Regions from separate parts of the Muntiacus reevesi genome. Here all the other regions are linked to region 2. Evidence: chromatin contacts called from public Hi-C data. All regions are on one chromosome and are shown on one strand. Each heading gives the region's core, a stretch centred on a gene start, on an enhancer-like site or on the middle of the called end of the contact. The rest is flanking DNA. Distances are from core to core; before and after follow the strand shown.

Region 1 (2,843 bases), core at 153-2,652, 370 kb before region 2:
AAGGAGAAAAAGGCTACATTCAGGGCCTCTGATGGGCTTTCTCTGTAGGTTCTTGGGTCCCTGGACCCCTACAGGGGAGCCGAGGCTGTCAGGGACCAGGAGACAGTCAAGGAGAGCGAATCTTCAGAGGTAAGAATGGAGCTCCCATTCTGAGATGACTTCTCCTACCCATCCCTCCTCCCTTGGGAGCACAGGGTGGGTGATATGCCCAGTCCAGGCTGTGACTTTGGCCTTCCCAGGCCAAAAGGCTCTGGATAAGACCGAGTGGAAAGAAGTCCCAGCCAAACTGCAGAAGGGCAGGCCTACAGGGAGGAGCAATGCACAGATCATGGCTGCATACACACGCTGTGCGCTAGCTCATGGGTATATGTGGGATGCCTCCTTGTGTGGGTGCATGGGTGTGTGTGAGGTGGGCACACACCCGGGACGGCCCCTTAGGAAGGGGCAAGGCTGGCACAGAAACATGGGATGGGAGAGGCTCATCTCCGCTCTCTGTCCTCTGCCTCTAGGTAGGCTGGGCTTGTCAGGAGTCCCAGGTCCTTTCTTGGTTCTGCCACTGACCCCGAGATGTGACCTTGGGCCAGACCCTTAACACTTGCTCTGGGGCTCTGTTTATTCTTCCTTCCAAAGGAGAGAAAGGGCCCTGCTCATCACTGTTCAGGACTGCCTCATGTTCCAAAGGGCAAGAAACGGAATCGGGGAGGAAAAGGGTTGGGCGCTACGACGTCCGAGAACCCACATACCGTTCTCCACCAGGTTCATCATTCCTCGCTACTCCAATCCCCATCCCCACCTTCGCCCCTCTGATTCCTCCATTCTTGCACAGAAGCGGCGACCTCAGCACTTACTTAATCCTCTCTGGGGCGCCGAGCTCAGCCGGAGAGGTTAAGGGTGGTGGCGACCGGCAGGAGGCGGGGGCAAGGTTGGGGGTGGACCCCCCAGGTCCTAGGGCAGGGGGCGGCGGGTCCGACCAGAGGTCCGCCCTCCCTGGGTGGACCTCCTGGGCTGTGCCTGTGACGTCGCACCGCCCACAGCCGAGCGCTCGCTCTGCCAGCCTGAACACCGACAGGCCCGGCCGGGACCCACCGCGGGGGTGGGGCTGAGGCCAGCAGCCTGGCGTCTTCGCGTTGCTCCAGCTAGTCTCGTCCCTGCCAGCCCTGCGCCCCCGACCCCGGATTGGCTGTCAGGCCCAGAGCCGGCTCTGCATTGGTCCGCTGGCCTGCCGCTCAAATCTGGCTCTGCCCCCAGCGAGAGTGGGAGCCGGGTCTCAGCTCTAGCAGACCACTGCTCATCTTCCGTGGCCCAAGTAGAATTGCGCGGGGGACTGTGGGCGGCCAGGCCTTTCTTAAGGGCAGAACTCTGGCCACCGGCTAGCCCGGGCTTCATCTCCACCAGGACAGACTCGCGCTCCCCGAATGCGGGTGGGCAGAGGTTTGTGGAGAGCACTAAACTAGGAGTCCTTGAGCCAGCGTTGAACTCTGGCTGGACGCTCCACTAGCTTGGTGAACTAGAGCAAGACGCGTCTCCTCCCTGGCTCTTAGCTTCCTGCTCAGATGGGCTCTGGTGTGAGGGCTGTTGGTAAATGATACCCACCTCTGGCTAGAAATGAGGCATCTTTCAGAGAAATAGGGAGATGGAACGGTATTATTATTGGAGAGGCATTATTGGGCACGTGCACCCAGGAAAACCTACGTATACCCCTCCATCCAGAGCGCGATCACCTCTAGAGTGAGGAGTTTTCAGATACCTTCTAATTCTCAGGTTTTCAGAGGAACTTATGGGGATCGCTTGTTAATAGCTTGTTACAAATACAGATCCCCGGGTCTGGGACGGAGCCTCGGAAACTGCATGTTTAACAGTAGTTTAGTCAACAGTGATCTAGTTAACAATAGACTCGAGGGCGGGGGGAAGTGGCATTGGCAGGCCACACTTGAGAGGCCCTGCCATGAATTTTATAGGAGCAACTGAGGCGCACACAGACGACCTGGACAAAGCCCGCCGACGAGTCGGATTCAAACCCTGGTCTACTAATACTTTAGAGCTGCCTGCTCCAAACCCTAAAACAGGGGTTAGAGGGTCAAGAGCGGCCCTGGGGTCCAGTCGCCACCTGGTCCTGGACACTGGTCCTGTCCAGGTCCTGAACACTGGGTGCCACGCCTCAAATTAGTGCCCGCCCCCAACACTGGGCTACGCCCACGTGCCGCTCTACCCAGACATAGTCTATGTTAGGCCACGCCCCTGCGCATAGCGCCGGATCCCTTGGACTCCTGGCAGCTGATGACACGCCTCCTTTCGGGTGGCCTACACATCTCCGGACTCGGTACCAGTCACCGCAGGCTACAGCCGTATTCCTGCTGCGACCTTCAGGAAGACTGTCTGGGGAGCAACCCTAACACAACGCCACCCTTTCCCACCGTGGGCCTGCGGAAGTAGTGTGCAAGGCGTTCATACCCACCCCACCCCCCAACCCCCCGCCACTGGCCCGCAGGGGCGTCCGAGGTGCAACCCAGCGGTTCTAGGAACCCTGGAGCTGGTCAACGGAATCCGCCCGAGCCCTTTCTCGAATGAACCAACCCCGGAAGCAGAGTCTCTCTGGGGCGCTCACATCCGGGTTATGCACATCCGGGTTATGCACATCCGGGAGCCGAACCCGCGGCAGTTTCTTCAGGGTGGCGGGAGAGTGTAGTAGCCTATTAGAAAGGTATGAGGAACACCTTCGAGACCTCGAGTTCTTCAGAGTTCTGGTAGCCTTCCTCAGAAAGTCTGTGGCCCCGTTGTACAGATGGAGAAACAGGCTTGGTTAAAGGCAGTCTTGCCGAGAGGAAGAAGCTGCGCCCGACTTC
Region 2 (2,700 bases), core at 65-2,564:
ACTTCTAACCATTTCTTTTGTGTATTTATGTTTAAAATAAGAAGTGACTTAATGGTCTTACCTGTATCAGAAAGCAAAGTTAAAAGAAAAAAAAAAATTTGTACTAGTGTCCCAAAAAAAGTATTTTACTGTATATATTGTGGTAGCATGTTCTCAATCCAGCAAGAATGTGAAGTTTTAGATGTAAATATCTGCCACTTGCCTTCCTCCCTTTCCCCACTCCCTTGACTGCTGTTATGTGAATTAAAGATGAATTCCTGATACTGACCCACTGACTTCACTGACTGGGAGGGAGCAGCGCAAAATGCCCCCTCCAACCCTTGCCGCTGGGCTCCAAGCCCTTTCAGCCCTATAGAAATCTCTTCTCCGTCCTGAGCACAGAGCCAACCTTTCCCACGTCCGGCCTTCAAGCACAGGGAGCCAAGACTTGCACCGGGAAGGAGGGCAGCCGAGGGCCGAGAGCGCTCAGCTGGAAAGCAAGAGAGCGAGGACCAGCCGCCTCGGCCAGGCTCCCGAGGCTTGTGAGTAAAAGGGGGAAGAAGGGGTCTTCCTGGCGGGGGGGGGCCAAACCTCCGAAGCCGCCAATCTCCCAAGTAAGGCGGGATGCTTACGATCTCAAAGCCAGGCAACCAGTCCCGGCCCGGCCTCCCCTCTGAGCTCTGGGAAGACAACCTGGAGGGGAGCCCCCTCCTACGGGCAACCCCTCCTGCCCGACATCTGTCCACCCCGACCGGGTCCTCCTGTCGACCTGTCGGAGCAATCCGGGCTCTCCTCAGCGGTTCCCCAAAGGCTGGTTCCCCAGCCCACGTGGTTCCTTAAGAAAAAGGAAAGAAATCTCTTCAGAGCCTTGCCTGCGGCCGGCCGCCCTCCCTGCCTGTTGGGTTGCGGCTGACCACAGAGCCCCTGACCTGCACCACGAGTCGGGACCAGAGCGGAGAAGTCCGTGGGCTTCTTTGGGAGGACTTGGGGCCCAAAACAGACAGTACACAGAGCAACTGAGCATGCGCGGGGCAGCGGCCGAATCCCACTCCAGCCTGCGGCGATCCGCCTCGGCCACAGCCTCTGCCCCTACCAAAGATGGCGACTGAGCCGCTTCCGCCGCCTCTGCGGTCGCTTCCTGCGAGCAGTCCCGGTTCAATCAGCGGTCGACAACTGTCTAGGGCGGAGGGCGGGCGATGCCACCAGCCAATAAGGAAGGGTAGCGTGGAGCCGCTCTTGTGGGCTCCGAGGCGCGTAGACCAATGGGGAAGCGGTGTGTGGGAGAGCGTGGGGGGGCGCCAGCCAATAGGGAGCCACGGCGCGCGGCCGGGACCTGGGGGCTGCTTCGCACGGCGGGCGCGGTTCAGTCCGGCGAAGGCGGCGGCGGCGGAGGGTGGTGGAGGATGTGGGCCACGCACGGGCTGGCCGTGGCGCTGGCTCTGAGCGTGCTGCCAGCCAGCCGGGCGCTGCGGCCGGGTGACTGCGAAGGTAAGGCGGAATTGGGGTCTGAGCGCTGTGGCCGGCCTGGCGGCGGCGCTGAACCCAACCCAACCACCAAAAGACTGAGAGGCTGGGGCTAATGCGGGCGGGGGCGGCCGGTCCCAGTGGGGTCTGCGAGAGGAGGGACCAACGCCGAGTCTAGAAAACATTTCCTGGGCCTAAAAAACATTGTTACGACGAGAACGTTAGGACTAGATCATACAGACAGTTTGGCCTGAAACTGAGATAACGCCGGAGTTTTGGTCCTTTACCATCACTGGGCAGAGGCTCCTGGGAGCGGTTCTGGCCCAGGTTGGGGAGTCTTGAGGGCCGCCCGTGGGCACTGCGCCTGGTGTGATAGGGTTGCAAAGATTCATGTTGGGGTTCGGTGTTGCATTTGGAAATGAGTAGCATTTGCATCGGTTTTTTCTCTTCGGCCTCTAGTTTGTCCATTTATGAGGTCACAGTGAGCCTAGCTCAAGGACACGTGTTCAGTCTCGGTTTAAACTTTATGGAAAGAGCAGGGAGGGGCCATTTGTGGGTCATTAGGTGATGCTCGTTCCCCGCATCCCCTGGGTGTACTCGGGGACCCAGCAACCCGGAGCACGGTTCTGTCTACCTGTGGGCACCCGAGAAAATCCGGTGGTAGAAAAGCTCCCCTTTCTCCGTGTCTCCTATTTAAAATTGCTGCTGGAGTTCCCGCCTGGTGAATTGGCCTGCAATTTGGTGATGACTGGAGCATGTTCCTTCTTTCTCTTTTCCAGTTTGTATTTCTTATCTGGGAAGATTTTATCAGGACCTCAAAGACAGAGATGTCACATTCTCTCCAGCTTCTATTGAAAAAGAACTTATAAAGTTCTGCAGTGAAGCTAGAGGCAAAGAGAATCGGTTGGTAAGTAGCTGGCTGGCCCTTGCCAGCGTTTTAAGTATCCACATCCCAGGCCTGGAAGTACAAGACCCCGCCCACTTGTCTATCGAGGAGACCAGCTGTTCCTGTCAGTGAACTAATGTGGGTCTGAAGTGCTTTCTGTATTTGGCCATTGGGATGTTATTCTCTTAGTGTTGATTAAGCACCTACTGTGTGCTGGACACCGGAAATATCAGGGGAGAGTAGTGACAGGCAAATGATGCAGTGGGATGCAAGTTGTGCAGAAAATGGACCAGGAGGGTATGGTAGAGAGGGTAGGCACTAACTTAGACAGTAGTCAAGAATTTTTCTGAGACAAGTCATCATTATGGAGA
Region 3 (2,727 bases), core at 28-2,527, 320 kb before region 2:
AGTGGCCTGTAGATGGCAGCAGAGGCCCACACAGAGATCCCTGCCCCAATTCAATCCAATCATCCCTGTTCCAAGTGAGCCCCCTCCTGGGTTGTGGGGTGAGAGGGAAGTGCAGGAGCAGTGCAGACTGGTCCAAGGAGACAGGCACACATCCTGCAGCTCGAGTCAAGTTGTTTCCTCTCACGGGTTCTTGGTTTTCTTATTTGTGAAATAAGAGTTAACAGTCTGCGATGGGAAAACGAGTTCAAAATATGTAAGGTAATTTAAGATAGGGACTTCCCTGGTTTCTCAGACAGTGAAGAATCCACCTGCATTGCCGGAGACCTGGGTTCGATCCCTGGGCTGAGATGATCCTCTGGAGGAGGGCAGGGCAACACACCCCAGTATTCTTGCCTGGAGAATCCCCATGGATAGAGGAATCTGACGGGCTGCAGTCCATGGGGTCTCAAAGAGTCGGATATGACTGAGTGACTAAGCACACAATCTAAGATGGACTCAGAGTGGAAGGGAAAACCACTTAGCTAATAAAGAATAACTGGCACTAGGGTGGAAGGAGGAGACTTTTAAAACATGACACCAAATGCTCAAGCCATAAGGTGAAAAGTTGATGCATATGACCAAATGGGAATTTAGGATTGGAGAAGGAAATGGCAACCCACTCCAGTATTCTTGTCTGGAGAATCCCATGGAGGGAGTAGCCTGGTAGGCTACAGTCCACGGGGTCGCAAAGAGTCAGACACGACTGAGCAAATTCACTAGTCTTAGGATGCTGTGTTCCAAGGGAGTATGAACAAGAGATGCACAGAAGGAGAGAGATGCCAGTGCTAGAAAGATCCCAAGAGCAACCAGGAACCAGACAGACCTGAATCTCAACAAAATTCCATTTCATTCGCTCTGGTGACAAAAAGTAAGACTTTAGATAGACTGGCAGTGGGCCACCACTAAGTTGCAAACCTTACAAATTGTACTGGAGGCCCTTTCGAGAGCTTGCAGAGAAAACACCCGATTCCAGGGGCTACCTGGGACTCCAAGAGAAGATTTCCTGTGCTGCCACTTCCTTGGTGGCGCGTACAATTGGCTGCTCGCACAACCCAGTCGGTAGCCGGCTGCTCTAGCGCTGGCTTTCCCCGGCGGCTGGCGGAGCCTCGGAGGTTTCCGCCCCCTGGAGAAGCCACGCCCCCTATTTCTGCCTCGCTCTAGGCGGGTCCGGCCCGGCCCCGCCCCGTCCTGCCTGGGCCAGCCTGGCCCTTTAAGACTGACCCAGCCCGGCATGTAGTCGGGGACGCGCGGGGGAGGGGAGCGGTCACGTGGGCAGGCGGCGGCGCGACTCTCGGCTCTGGGCGCCCAGGGCCGCGGCCTCTGGCGACCCCTGGGTCTGCCCCTTACGGGCAACCACAGCCCCGTGAGCTGCCGTCAGGTACGCCCTCGTCAGGTACGCCCTCGCAGGGCCCCCTCCACCTCCCAATCCCGGGACCCCGCGGCGCTTTCCCCTCTTGACTGGTGGCCGGGGCAGGACTCGCCTGGTGCCCGGCTTGCGGGACCACCGCCCCCTGTCGCGGGTCCGTCCTCTCCACAGCTCGTTCCTCATTCCCAGCCCTGTCCCCGGCCCAAAGCCCAGTCCGGCTTAGGGCGTCCATGGCTGGAGTGTACTGAAGGAGTCTGAGCGGAACTCACTCTTCGTCTCTTTCCCAGGTGGCCCCGGACGCGCCAGGCTGGGGCCGCCTCTGAGCGCCTCGCGGGGCCATGGACGTGGAAACAGCGGAGGAGCTGGGGGGCCCTGCGCCCCCGTCAAGTGCACCCTGCGGACCTTGTTCCGCTGGCGCTCCCGCCCTCGGGGGGCGGCGGGAGCCCAAGAAGTACGCAGTGACCGATGACTACCAGTTGTCCAAGCAGGTGCTGGGCTTGGGTGTGAACGGCAAGGTGCTGGAGTGTTTCCACCGGCGTACTGGCCAGAAGTGTGCCCTGAAGGTCAGTGACCCCGCGCGCCCGCAAGGGCGGGGGCCCCAACAGCAGAGACCTGTGGATGTGGGCTATGCCTAGGGCCTCTGTTAAGCTTCTTAGGCTAAGCGTTACCGTTTCCTCCTCTTACTCCTGTGTAAGGTTGGGCTCCTGGTCCTTCCTGCTTCACAGGTGGGGAAACTGAGGCTTAGCTTAGCTAAGCTCAGAATGTCCCAGGGAGCAAGGGGTGTAGTCAGCTGTGGGTAGAGCCTGCTGTACCCGGAAGCAAGGAGGGAGTGACTCCTGACTCTGGGTTTCTGGCTGGGCCTGTGAGTTTGGGCCCATGGGGGACCTGCATTCAGCTTGGCTTCTCCTTCTATGAGAAACTCTTCTGACTGGAATGGGTTTCACTTACTTTCTGCCTGAGGCTGAGTCCCCACAAAAACTTGGGGTGGGGCTCATTCTCCTGAGGCCCCTGCCTGCCTAGGCTGGAGTGGTGACAGTCTCCCAGGGCTGACTGGTGGGCAAGCCTGACACCCATTGCCCCTGTGGGCAGGAAGCTACTCATGGGCTCCAGATGAGTCAACCAGACCCATGTTGAAAGGGGCAGGCCCTGCCTCTGACCTGACCCACCCTGTTTCCTGGGCAGAGGGCGGGCCAGCCATCTAGCCACGTCACACCATAGACTCTGTGGGCCTGGTTAAGACCTCACTGATACAGCTGGAGGCCTGGGAGTCTTGAGGGTGGCTGACCGAGCTATGTAGTTCTGGCTCAGGTCATACAGTTTTG

The links. A called contact is a pair of places that touch in the nucleus more often than the background predicts.
Region 1: a Hi-C map of muscle shows a contact between it and region 2, with 4 times the contacts expected there. The contact joins the promoter of HEMK1 here to the promoter of MANF in region 2. A contact is called at or near these places in 2 of 3 Hi-C or Micro-C datasets (blood and muscle).
Region 3: a Hi-C map of muscle shows a contact between it and region 2, with 6 times the contacts expected there. The contact joins the promoter of MAPKAPK3 here to the promoter of MANF in region 2. A contact is called at or near these places in 2 of 3 Hi-C or Micro-C datasets (blood and muscle).

What each region holds. Positions count from the first base shown.
Region 1 is chr4:107,754,626-107,757,468 of mMunRee1.1, reverse strand. HEMK1 (HemK methyltransferase family member 1) reads left to right here and starts at 1,402. Exons shown (of 11, transcript XM_065933608.1): 1 at 1,402-1,421. It overlaps C4H3orf18 (chromosome 4 C3orf18 homolog), which reads right to left and starts at 1,117. Exons shown (of 5, transcript XM_065935359.1): 1 at 849-1,117.
Region 2 is chr4:107,380,684-107,383,383 of mMunRee1.1, reverse strand. It overlaps MANF (mesencephalic astrocyte derived neurotrophic factor), which reads left to right and starts at 1,314. Exons shown (of 4, transcript XM_065935358.1): 1 at 1,314-1,467; 2 at 2,223-2,350. The coding sequence starts at 1,383.
Region 3 is chr4:107,701,948-107,704,674 of mMunRee1.1, reverse strand. It overlaps MAPKAPK3 (MAPK activated protein kinase 3), which reads left to right and starts at 1,277. Exons shown (of 11, transcript XM_065933600.1): 1 at 1,277-1,432; 2 at 1,693-1,968. The coding sequence starts at 1,744.